3 separate regions of the Mus musculus genome follow, and all the other regions are linked to region 1. A link is a contact called in public promoter capture Hi-C data. All regions are on one chromosome and are shown on one strand. The core of a region is the stretch at or near the end of the contact, and the rest is flanking DNA. Distances in the headings are between cores, read along the strand shown.

What was found. Capture Hi-C pulls out chosen DNA fragments and counts their contacts.
Region 2: a promoter capture Hi-C map of adipose tissue shows a contact between it and region 1. The contact joins two enhancer-like sites. A contact is called at or near these places in 1 of 484 Hi-C or Micro-C datasets (cerebral cortex), 1 of 115 datasets of contacts at active chromatin or transcription factors (neural progenitor cells) and 3 of 9 other capture datasets (adipose tissue, embryonic stem cells and pancreatic islet).
Region 3: a contact with region 1 is called in a promoter capture Hi-C map of adipose tissue. The contact joins two enhancer-like sites. A contact is called at or near these places in 2 of 484 Hi-C or Micro-C datasets (cerebral cortex and cortical neurons), 1 of 115 datasets of contacts at active chromatin or transcription factors (kidney) and 2 of 9 other capture datasets (adipose tissue and liver).

What each region holds. Positions count from the first base shown.
Region 1 is chr1:97,958,175-97,962,374 of GRCm38.p6, reverse strand. The region is part of intron 3 of Pam (peptidylglycine alpha-amidating monooxygenase); the gene reads left to right. Among named protein-coding and RNA genes, the nearest start is that of Gm31771, 49 kb to the right of the region's middle. Within about 2 kb of position 1,749, at least 11 of the 459 cell types and tissues checked have an H3K27ac peak or open chromatin away from gene starts, as enhancers often do. A contact at or near this core is called in adipose tissue, where this site is marked.
Region 2 is chr1:97,832,201-97,836,400 of GRCm38.p6, reverse strand. Pam (peptidylglycine alpha-amidating monooxygenase) reads left to right here. Exons shown (of 26, transcript NM_001357127.1): 22 at 1,885-1,993. Among named protein-coding and RNA genes, the nearest start is that of Gin1, 64 kb to the right of the region's middle. Within about 2 kb of position 2,515, at least 45 of the 459 cell types and tissues checked have an H3K27ac peak or open chromatin away from gene starts, as enhancers often do. A contact at or near this core is called in adipose tissue, where this site is marked.
Region 3 is chr1:98,054,729-98,058,928 of GRCm38.p6, reverse strand. The region is part of intron 1 of Pam (peptidylglycine alpha-amidating monooxygenase); the gene reads left to right. Among named protein-coding and RNA genes, the nearest start is that of Gm24465, 7.0 kb to the right of the region's middle. Within about 2 kb of position 2,483, at least 30 of the 459 cell types and tissues checked have an H3K27ac peak or open chromatin away from gene starts, as enhancers often do. A contact at or near this core is called in adipose tissue, where this site is marked.

The sequences.
Region 1 (4,200 bases), core at 500-2,999:
CAGTCCCCACAACCAACATGACATCCCATACATCTAAATTCAAATTTAGATCATATTAAAATTCTCTCACCGAAACGAGGAGACACCTTCTACTGAAATCTGAGTCCTCCCGCCTCCCACGCCCTTTTATGTAGCTCTCTTCAGTCTTTGCAGCTTGTACTCTCAGACTTTCCAGACCTGGAACATCGGTGCCAATTAGTAGCTATCAGTGTCTCTGTATCACATGGTTTTGTTCCAATTAATTATTCAGCTCCGAGAGTCTTTCTCTTGTGCTCTTTATCTAAAATTTCCCCTCTAGGATTCCAATTCGGCCTCTTTTCAGAGACTACAGAAGCCGAAAGAAACCCAGATGGCTTCCTTTTGTTTGCAAGGTTTAGATTTTATAATTCTTTAAAAGCAAACACAGAGCAGAGATACAAACTCAGGGATGTATTTCATCTGCTGGATATTGTCCATTGGCATATCCAGATGGACTTTCCTGTCCTACTGTAAGGTTCCAAGGAGCAACCTTTGTGGACATGTCCTTGAGGATCTGCCTTGTTCCCCAGCTTCCTTATTGACTTTAAGAGTCCAATGACCAATGCCGTTTCTAGTTTGGGCAGTTTTTCCTCTTTTTACGTCATAGGACTGGATAGGCATAGCTTGCTGCTTTATTAACCTCTGGGATGTTCTGACATTCTTTAGCTATTTCCTCTAGCCTAGCCCACATCTTTGCTCCTGACTCCTTGGTTACATTCTCTTCAGTTACGCCATTGATTTGAACCTTCCCATTCCTAAGAGAAATGTGGTTAAGTTGTTTAAAGATTAAGGGTAACATGTGACTGCTCTCATCCAAAAATGGTTGCGCTAAGAGTTCTGCTTACCATGTCTGGAAAATGTGTGAGCCCAGCGTGCATTGCAAGTGCAGGAGTCTGCTCACAAAGTGAGGGCGGTGAATGAAGCCTTTTCTATTCTTCCATTAGTCCCTCACACTCTGTAATCTGTGAGGTGACAAGGCCTCTGTCTAGGAGTGACATGAAATTTAGGTATTATTATTATTAGCAAATTTCCAAGCTGTAGGGAAAAGAGGATATCTACTGAAGTGAAATGAAATATTTATGTTTATGATGTCAGATGGGCTGATGACATGTATAAGCATATCAGGAATATGGGAATTTGCAGGATATACGGGTACTTTATTTATCATTGGCTATGTGATGAATGCATCATAGTTTACAGGACAATATCTGTACAGTTGTTACTTCTGAATTATTAATACTGTCTTTGAAGTTGGGAAATTACAGTGAGATAAATTGGATTTGATACCTCTTTAGAAAAAAAAAGCAAAATAAAACACTTAAAGGAAAAAAGTATCCAATGCCCAGCAACTATTTTTGGATCAGTAAGCCCTTTATAAAAGGCAGTTAGTCATGTTCATAACAAAATCGGCAAGCTAATTCGGCCAAGAGTTCCATTGCCAGGTGGTCCATGAGCACACAGAATTATCCAAGGCTTCATCCCTGAGAGCACAGCCCAGTCCCTGGAAACAGAGTGGCAGAAAGAGCTTTTATGTAACTGCCTGTTGCTAAAATAGAGATGTTTATTACATGCAGAGGAAAATCAAAGAGCGATCCAAAGAATGTTTTTATATTTGATTTTATAGTTCCTGTTAAAAGTTCAAGGAAAAGGATGCAAATTGGTTAGTGTTTCTTTTATGGATGGAAGTCTCAGAACAATGAAAATGTTACTCACGGACAGTAAGAACAAACCGAATGGCTTTGCCCTTGATCACTATAGTTAAATGTATGACACCATCTTTAAATGTGAATACTCTATTCATGTTGGTCCACTTCTTTAGAAACAAAAAGCCCCATTCTTTAGAAGGCCAAGTGCCTTACATTAATTTGGAACCGAATGACTCTCCGTCTCTTATATTGCTGCTAAAGATCACTGGGCTTACCGACCCTGGCATGGGCATTTTGTTCATTCTTTCCTTGTTTGTCTTGCTTCACTCATAAAGAGCTGCAACTGGAAAAGCCTAGATGAAATATATTGCGTTAACCTTGCTGTTTCCCTTGACCCAACGGAAAGGATTTCCAAAAATTCTCAACATTCTAAGCCAAGGGACTAAAATGAGCTCAGATGTCTGAAGATTAAAATTAGAGTTAGGAGGATTTCTTTTGATTTCACAAATGTGCTGAGCTGACCTTTCGATTGTCCATAAAAGACTCCTCCTTTGGGCTGGCCTGTTTACCATGCTTCTGTTCCAGTATTTGCCTTCCTTGGCTCAACTCAATCTGGATTTGACAAACACACTTGTATTCTGTGCACTTTCCTTATGATGATTGGTCTAGTGTTGGGCGTGGAGGTTTGAATGAAGTTCTCCTGGAGCTGAAGTGGGATTGTTTTATTCTTGAAAGGGGCCTTGTGGAAGAGGCTGCCCCTGTGCTGGTCTTGGGCATTGTGTTTTGTGTATGTGCTTCTGGGGGTCACTGGTTCACTGTACCTGTCATGTTAGGAAGAGATATTCCCAGAGACAAAGGTCCAAAGACAAATCTGCAAACTGAAGCTACCTAATTCCTAGTGGCACTCGGGTTGAAAGAATGTTCCTGGATCTGTCCCGAATTCATTCATTTTACTGAAGATGGATTCTTAGCCTTCTTGCATATAGGTGACACGCCATATACACTCGCTGAGCTAGTACAGTTTTTTGATACTCTTCCAAAGTTTGTGTGATGACAGGTTCAAGAAACAAACACTTCTTAACCATAACCAGGCACTGCCATTTTGTGCTTAGTGAGTGTGTGCCAATTTTAAGTGCCACGAACATGAAATAAAAGTTGAAGTGGGAATTTCCACGTGGAAAATTCTGCTAATAATTGCTATGTATTGGCACACATATTTAAGCTTAGGAGAGAACCTATCAAGAAGTAGAATATCATGCAGACTCCAGTAGTCACTGTGTAATAACTAAAGGCAGTGCAAGTTGTATATACTACTAGATAAATTTTCATGCACACATATATGTACCAGTTACAATCCATGCCCTATTAAAATATACAAACAGAATTAAGTCCTTTAATTTCACTATATAGCCCACCCATGGTGGCCTTGAACTTGCAATGCCTCAGTTTCCCAAGTGGTGGGGTTTCACTCCTGCAACATCACACCCAGCTTTAATTCAGCGCTTCGAGTGCTGGGTCTCATAACAAGGGAGAATTTCTTTAAGATGAATAATCAAAGTGTCATTTCCGTGTCTTCTGGTTCAAATAGTTGGTACAACTATTTATTGAGCCGTTCTCTCTCTTTGGCCTTTTATTTGTCAGTATGGTGTCTGGGTATTTGGAAAGAATGGCCTTGGGCAAGAATGTCTCAAATAAATAAAATGAATGGCTGTCATCCCTCTGTTGATGTCAACTCTGGAAGCTGGAATTGTGGAATTGCTCTGTTCAAGGAAATTCCTTTTACGTGACTGCCATGTTTTCTCCCTGTTCCCATGCTTGAAGGCATAATGACATGCCTTCGAGAGGGCCAAATATGATTTATTTGAGAGAGGAAACATAGCAGTCTAATGTTTTAAAAATATTAGTCCCCTTACAAATATGTTTTGTCTCTAGAATTGAAGCCTTCCTTGTGCAGACCTGTCAGATTTGTCTAAATACTCTGAAGTCTATTGGATGGGCATTTTAAGTTATCCATTTTAATTTTGTAATTTGTGTTTTTAACTTACCCTTTCATTTGAAAGAGTGTCCACTTTTAGAGGACATCACTTCATTAGTTCTGATGCATAGCAGTGTATTTAAATCAGTGTGTATTAAAAGAATCCAGGGTTTAGATTCTAAGATGTGTGGAACCCATTAGTCTATGAACATGAATGGTTTTCTGTGTGGAACAAAGCTACTGTCCATTGATGGTTATTCCTCCATGACAGTATTTTCTGCTAAATATATTCTACTTAAGTAGTGTCAGTATTATTTCATTTTTTCTTACATTTTTGCTTAAGTAATATCAGTATTATTTCAATTTTTCTTATATTTTTTGAATATTTGAAAAAAATTAAATAACCTATTGACCCATGTTTTTCCTTCAGCTTTCTAAATATGTCTGGTTTTTGTTGCTACTATTGCTATATTTATTGGTTTTCTGGTTTTCTTTTTATGGGTGTTCTTTTATCCCTGTTTCCTGTGTCACCTTTGGCCATGTGGCCTTCAGTGAGGAAGC
Region 2 (4,200 bases), core at 1,266-3,765, 130 kb after region 1:
AAGTCCATGCTGAGGCAAAAATTTGTTCTTACTTTCAGAAAACAATTTATAATATCACCCCACAAACACAGGAGATGTATTCTAGATTGATTCTGTAAAATGAAACAGGCTTATAGATCTCTCAGAATTTCTACTTACTAAGTTCCTCATTATAAAGATTCAAAATCTGGGTAAAAGAAATGATGTTGTTATGATTCAAGTCGAAGGTCAAAGGTAAAGTTTTACACTGCCTTTTCTGTGGTCATATTCTGTTGCTTCTTCCCTCACATCATGTGACTCTTTCTTTTCTACTACAGCAGTCTTTAGAAATGTTTACATCTGAATGCTTGTTCCCACTTAATGTTAGCATAAGGGTACTAAGGCAATAAGACTGATAAAGATGGTTTCGTTCTTCTATGTGAACACACAGGTAACAACACCACTTGCTGAAAATACTCTTTTCTCATGTGTGTATTTTGGGCATCTTTGTTTAAAAAATGAGGTGGCAGTGATGGTGTAAACTTAAGTCTGGGTCTTCCGTTCTATAGTCTTTCTTTTCAGTGAACAGTACTGAAGGAAGAGGCATGGGACTGCTCAAGGTGCCCAGAAAAATGAGGGTTAGATGATCAGCAATAATATTTATGGCCCCACCTATAAGGCTTAGGGAATACTGCTGAAGAGGAAGTAGAAAGAGCTAGAGGATAGGGAGAAGGGCTAGGGAATGCATCTGCTGGGCATGAAATGGCTATTCCAGTCATGAGCCCAATGCAACTGTACTTGTCTACATAGACGCTACTGGAGAACCAGCCCGACCTCAGTACTTAAGAGCAGTGTCTGCTTCTGCAGAGGTCCTATGTTCATTTCTCAGCATCCACATTGATGGCTCACAACCACTGTAACCCCCCCCTCCAAGGACACAGTGCCCTTTCTTGGCCTCCTTGGACACTGTGCTCACATGCATATACCTACACCCAGACATAGACATATAACAGCAATTCTAATATAATAAAAACTTACTCTTAAAAAGCAGAATAGAGCCAGGCAGTGGTGGCACATGCCTTTAATCCCAGCACTTGGGAGGCAGAGACAGGCGGGTTTCCGAGTTCGAGGCCAGCCTGGTCTACAGAGTGAGTTCCAGGACAGCCAGGACTACACAGAAAAACCCTGTCTTGGGGAAGAAAAAAAAAGCAGAGCAGAATGGACCTGTTTACAGCTAACCATAGATGGAGAAGCTTCATCTCCTTCATCTCCACTGTTGGTTCCTAACTGCTGACCTAGTGGCTACTGATGAATTGTGGGAAACCAGGCATTACTACTGTCAATTACATAAGCACTCGTGAGTCAGCCACGCTCCAGTGGAGAGTTCAAACTCTACATGGGTAGCCCTGGGTAAACTGATTGGGTCTCAAAACTAAAGCAGATAAATATGGTAAATATGGAAAGGGGACTTTAGGGTAGGAGAGAGGGTTAAAGGGGGTGGGAGGAACATGAGCAGAGCTTTGGGGCAAGAGGAGCCTGAATGTGTAGGATCCCTGTATGAATATGTCTGAGGAGACATTCAATAGTCAGTTTTTTAAAACAGGAGAAATATGAAAGAAAAAGTAAACACAAATAAGTCACAAAGTACCAAATCCAACTGCCCTGAAAAAAAAAACAACTTATGAATTTCCAGTTTTTAAAAGAATCTCAAGTCAGTGGTTATAGGTCCCCATTGCTTTGCTCAGTGTCTAGAACTGTGCCCCACAGAGTCAGGATGCAATGAACAGCTGCCGTTGGCTGGAGTTGCTTTGGTGGGAATTAAGGTCACTTTCGTTTGAGTCACATGCTATGTCTAATTTTTCTGTCATTCTGTAATAGATGTAAGTACAGCCTCATCCCAATAACAAATGCCTTTGCATTTGGCAGCACTTTGACATGCCTCATGATATTGTGGCTTCTGAAGATGGGACTGTGTACATTGGCGACGCACACACAAACACCGTGTGGAAGTTCACCCTCACTGAAAGCAGGCTGGGTTTGTTTTTCATTTGTTCATTTTTATAGTACTTCTGACTGTAATTTCCATCTGTTTTATTGTTTAAAATGGGAAACAAAAACATTTGCTTTTGAATAGGAAACAGGGATATAAGGGGTTTGGGTTTGGGGTTCAGCACGTGTCTGGCATCTTCAGCTTTCTATTCCTTGTACTACAAAGGACGAGAAATGAAGAGCGATGAGAGGAGGAGGAGGAGGAAGGGATGGGGTCCTTATTTGGTATCCAATTCAGGGATTCAATAAGGTTTGAAATGTGGAGAGAGAGGGGTTTTGTTTTTTGGTTTGTTTTTTTTTTTTTTGTTTTGGTTTGGTTTTTTCTTTTTTCATTTTCCTGGCAGTCATTGCCTTGTTTCCAGAGACACTCCACAGGAAATTTTTGATGTGTGAAGTAATGTCTGTTACATTAAAAGCCAGTGTTAATTCCAGCTTGGTTACAGAAGGAAGAGACAGCTTTGACAAAGCAGAGGTTGGCTTGTTGCCACGAGCTATCACCCCATGTGGCTCTCTGTAGCACTGAGCTTCAAGGGACAACAGCATCCTTCCCTGACACTTAGGGCTCAGCTTTCCTCCAGATACTGAGTTGCTGTATTTTTATTTAACTCAGAACATAAAGAACACATTTGCTCCATCAGAACCTAGCCAGTTAGTGTAAAATTGTTAGGTTTTAGAGTTGGGGGTGGGGAAGGAGAGTCAAGGGAACACTGGAATAGCTTACTTCCTGTTAGGTCTATAGAGCTGTTTCAAGGGGACATTGAGCTGGATTATTGAGAAGTAAGGCATCTGTTAGAAAAGTTATTAACGTCACAGATAGACAGAGGAGAGGAATTGTGTGACAGAGATGCTATGAGAGTTCAGGATGAAGCACCAGAGATAGACAGAATGGTGTGGTCTCAGAAGAAGAAGCAGAGCTCTTGAGGCAGAAGTGGGATCTGTTCTTATGGCTCCCTAGAGAAGGGTGAGGTTTCACAACAGAAGTCCCTCAGCCGCGCTCTCTGAATCCCAGGCAAGAGATAGAGAAAAGGGTTGGGAGCAAGTTAGATGGCCAAGATCCATTTTAATGTTAACTTACTTCACAAATGAGAAAGGGCCCCAGGATGTCTGATAGCCAGGGGATCATTGTGTCTCAGCAGGGTACCCGATAGTATCTGGCAGAGGAAATTGCTGCAGATATTGTGGCCTGAGCTGGATGCTGGCGCTGTATTTTTGCAAGAATGTTCGAATTCTTTCATTTCAATGTGCACATCATTAAAACTATGCTAGCATAGTCCCTGGTTTCAAGCTATAAATCAAAACATTCTTTATCTGAAGTTCAGTGAACGTTTACTTGGCCAAAAATATCCAATATCCAGAAATGCTTTTTAAGTATTTTGGAGTCTAAGCAACAGGAGATAGTTGTAATTAGTAAAGGATTTGGGGATGATAGATTTGTGGTATCTAAAGCTGCAGCAAATAGTTTTATTAGGTAAAGAGTTAATAAGGACATGAAAACTTGATTAATAAATTATGTCAATAACAGCATAAATTCACGTCCTAACAAGAAAAGGAAACAAATTGTTAGAAGAAAAGTAAAATTAAGACTATGAACTTCAATCAAATATAATGTACATTTTACGTCTCAATTTGGCCAATGCTGTATTCAGTAACTTTTGAGCTTTGAATTAATTAATCTTTGAGTGACTTTTAGTATTCTGAGATAAGAACCCAATTAGCATAGTGCACATAGATTCAACCATTTGGTGTCTTGGCAGATGTGACAAAACTGTTCATCAGGAAAAACCATATTCTGCTCACGATTTCAGAGGGTTCAATCCTTGATTGTTTACAAAGAAAGTCACAGCAGCAGTGTCATGTGGTACAAGGGAGCTTATGACCAAGAAGCAGAAAAGGGGGATAGAAGGACATGGGCCACATGAAAGCACAGCCCTGTGTCTTCCAAGGCCCTGCCACCTATTTCTCACACTCCAATAGAGCTAGTGTATCAGTTCCACACTGGAAATAACACAGGATTAAGTCAAAGTCTCCCGATCTCAGGCCCTCAGGAAGTATCCACACACACACTCTCAGTCCTGCTTTACAGCTCCTGGAGGGACTTCTTAATCCAGTGAGGACTGTGAGGGACCTGCAGCCTATGCTACCCCAGAAGTTATTCACCTTTCCAGAAAAATAAAGAAACAACCTTCACTCTAA
Region 3 (4,200 bases), core at 1,234-3,733, 96 kb before region 1:
GGTCTAATGATTTAATTTTCTTGAAATCTTCCACTTTGGCAAGCAACTTTTTATTAATCCTAATTTATTTTGTTTAATTTATATTTATAGGTCCAGAGGCCAATAATATCACACAGGAGAAATGCCTTTTGTTAAATGACCAAACACACCTTTGTTGACACATTGGACATCAACAAAACATTCCGTGGTCTGGTGATAGATTTTGGATTAAGGTATTTGAGAGCGACCTTGAGCTGGCTACCAGGAATCCAATGGAAGTTTTAAAGTCACCTTCGATTGAGTCAGTTCAGTGACAAGGAGCCCAACAGAGCCTGAGCCCTCTGAACTGAAGTTTGAACTGTACTGACCCTTCGTGAAGTCAGTCCTCAGGGGCTGTCCTGCATGCATACTAGACCTAGGACCTGGGTTTGGTGGTGAATAGTCTCAGACTTTCAGGCACCTCTCTGCCTCTGTAACTAGCAAGTTAATATGGTAGCCGGCCATTTGTTTACTTTGTATCTCCTTCATAGCAGACATGGTACTTACTTAGTTCTGTGAGAGTGTCTGGAGTTAGATGATGGTTTCCGACTATTGTTTTAAAATTACTGTTAGCATTGTGAAGGTTTTGAGTGGTCACATTTTCAGCAGTGATAATTAACTTTGTCCATGTTGCTGTGAGACTATTGTATGTAAAACAATTGAAAAGGACATCTTGTTTCCTAGTGTGTCTTTTGTTCAGCAGCTCAGTATAGTTTGGACCTACTATAGAAGCATGCAGACCAGAAGGTTAAACTAAATTTTTTTGAAAGCTGCATTTTTATCTTGTAAATGAAATACAACTTTTTCCCAAGTAGGTATTAGAAATGCATGAATTTATTAGACAGAGAAGAGAAACTTGTATCTCTCCAACACTGGGGTTTTAAGACTATTTTGAAGTTGTTAAGTACAAATATTTTAGTAAATAATATCAGGTCTAGTATTTGTGCGCTAAAAGTCATCTGAGTTGCATGGAATTGGCTGCTAACCTCATCTGGCAAATACTGATGATTGCCATAAAAATCAAACATTTTAACCTCCCTTTACTGTTGGAATTTTTGTAGACCCTTCACAGTGACTTTAAGAGCATCAGTACTGAAGCCTAATTCTCAATTTCTGGGCGAAGATTCACCATGGTGAATAATTGACAAAGGTTTCTCAGCTGTCCAGGGCTAATACATTCATGTGACTGTTAGTGTTAGCCTCAAATGGAGTCCTGCATCTTTTCTTGCCACCATACTCTCTGCAACCAAACCACATCAACTCTGGGCTCGAGCTCAGGCGACATCTTGAAATTAGCTTGTATATGTTGCTTGGTAAGTGTTCACCGTATTTTTCCTGTTGTGATATGAAGAGAGACAATGAGGAGCCTCATATTTATTTATACACAGTACATATTAGAGCTGGCATTTTGCCACAGAACCTTGACAAGGGCGGAATATTTGCGGGTTTTGTATTTAAGGCGTAACTTCTGAGTTGGAGTTCTAAATTTCGTTTATTCCCTTAGGTAATTAACTGCTTTTCAGCATGCAGAGGACATGTATTATTGGAATTTTTATTTTTATTATTTTTTTTTTTTTAGTGTTTAAACTTAGTAGATGTCCTTTCTTTAAACTTAGGCACTAAAAATTCTCGACATCAAAGAAGCCTGCGGTTCCTGTTTGTGGCTAGTGTTAATCATCCTTCAGCAGTACTTTGAAGTGAGCTTTCTCCTGCCTTTTTCTCTTCTGAACTCAGCGGGGGCTCATGAATAAACCCAACTCCTCTGATAGGGATAGTATATTATTGTTCCTGCCTGTGGCTCTTTCTAATACAAACTCCATTTCTGGTTAGTTTGCTGAAATCAAATCAGTATAACAGAGGCCATCTTTTTTTTTCCCCCCTTTCTGCTTATAAACCTCTCTCTCAGAACACTGGGAGGAAAGCCTGCCTGGCAGGTGAGCAAGTGAGTGAGTGCTTTGGGGAGAGTTTTCTGCCTATTGCATTCCTTTTGTTATTTGTTGTTTTAGTTCAGGGGTTCTCAACCTGTGGCTCATGAACCCCTTTGCGGTTGTAATATCAGATATCTTGTATGTCAGATGTTTCCATTACAGTTCCTAACACTAGCAAAATTACAGTTACATAGTAGCAGCAAAACAACTTAATGATTGGAGGTCACCACAACATGAGGAAAGTTGAAAACCACTGTTTTTGTCTTATTACCTGCTTTGTGTTGCTTCGCACTGGTCTGCATCCCTAAAAGATGAAGCCCCTGTCCTTTAGAACTAGATTGTTGAAGATTCCTGTCTTCCCATTTAACTATACGAATTTGTTGTTATGTGGGTAAAGGTATCCAAGAGCAATCACTTAATTTTAGAATGTGTGCCTGCTGTGTGTGCACATTTTAAAGCAGCGATAAGGAGCAGTTAGGCTGGAGGGTAGCTGACTCACTGCTGCTGAAAGACCTTGGACTTCTGACAGGAACATTAAGCCATCTTAGTTTTAAAAAGTTACTTAATCACTAAATCGGGTAGGAGTTGCTATTTTCACTAACGGTGTGTTTATAACTGATCTCACTATAGAAATGAATGGTGCCCGTATGCCCACTTCAGAATACAGCCTGTGAATAAAGAAAACAGAATACGCTAGCTGAGTGCTCGTTGTATAATATACCCCATGTCCAAGTCAGAGGATTATGCTAGCTGGAATTTTAAAAATGTATTTGAGGAAATAAAAGTAAAAAGGCTCCTTTTGAAATTTTTTACATGTATGCCAGAAGGTTGGGGTTTATGGTCTTCAGACTTGTTACACCCCAATTTTGTAGGCCAGTCACTTTTAACAAGAGATTGTCTCTACGCTGTAGATTTAAGATATGTAACATATCCTTATATCCCGAGAAGTAAGTATCAAAACAAAAACAAGTCCCAGTGCCTTGGCAACCTTATTCTTTATCTCACTTGTATGCACAGTGAGCTCCTCCTGGCTTCACAATCCTTCTGGACACAGAATGGATGGCAAGAAGGCTCTGCTGCTTCCTAGGTGTTGGTTGACATGAGCTGTATCACCTGCCTGAGGTAATCTGACTCTCCTCACCTTTCCGCTGCATTTGCTAATGATTCCCTAGTACAGACTCAAAGTCAGTTACGGGAAGAGGTGGGGGTAGACAGATGTAACCCTCCTTGTGGGCAATGACTGGACAGCGTGCTTCACGAAGCTACAATTTGGCTCCCGATTTTGAGTTTCCAGGTGTATGCTCTCCCTGCCACTTCACTCACGCGTTCGATGTCCACATGTTCCTTCACTGGGCATTCTGATGTGGGCCTCTCTGTTCTTCTTTGCCTCTTGCCGTTGTAGCCATCCTGGGCTTATCATCTCCAAACAGTCGAGGCCCATTTCTTTGAACGATTACTCTTGCCTTGAGGAGTCGGCCCTGGTCCATGCTCCTTGTCCCTCCTTATTGTACTGCAGCTTCTTTGGACACCACACATCCCGCTGGCCAGTCAGGGCATGTCTCGCCATCACGTGGTATGGCTCTTCTGTGCCGCCTTCTACTTATATAAAAATAGCTATGACTTGCTCTTCTTTTCATTTCCCACATAGGGGAAAACGCACTCTTTTCAGCAATGTATCTCCAGTGCCTTAGTGGTAGTCTTTCCTGAATTTTAAAGGTGACAAATCCGAGGTTCGGGGAAGCTATGTAACTGGTCTAACTGCACAGAGATTGGATGCAGTAGACTCCGTGGTCGGTTCTAAAAGTGCTTTGAACATCGCCTCCCTTTTCACAACTGGAATTCGGGAATCTTATTAGGACAGAGGAGGAGGGTGATGTGGTAAGTTCTTGGATCATCTTCTGAGCGTCTGAATGGGTAATAATTGTTTCCACAGCATCTCAGACAAGCATTGGTCCTGAACACTTCATAGTCTGTTATCCTTAGCTGAGCTTCTCTACCCTCTTCTTTTACCTTCAGTGCTCAGTCCGTGCATAATTAATATTTTACAAGACCGCATTTGCTCTCTGACTGCAGCACAACAGCAACAGGACACTAGATTTCGAAGAACCTCCCCATGCGCTAGAATCTGTAGTTTTTTCATACAGATGAAATTTTCTACCTGACTTGAGGTATTTTCTAATAAATGCTTCTGTTTCTTGGGCACTCCGTGCCTGACAGTGACGGTAGTTATCTCGTTCCTCTGTTTTTCCCAATC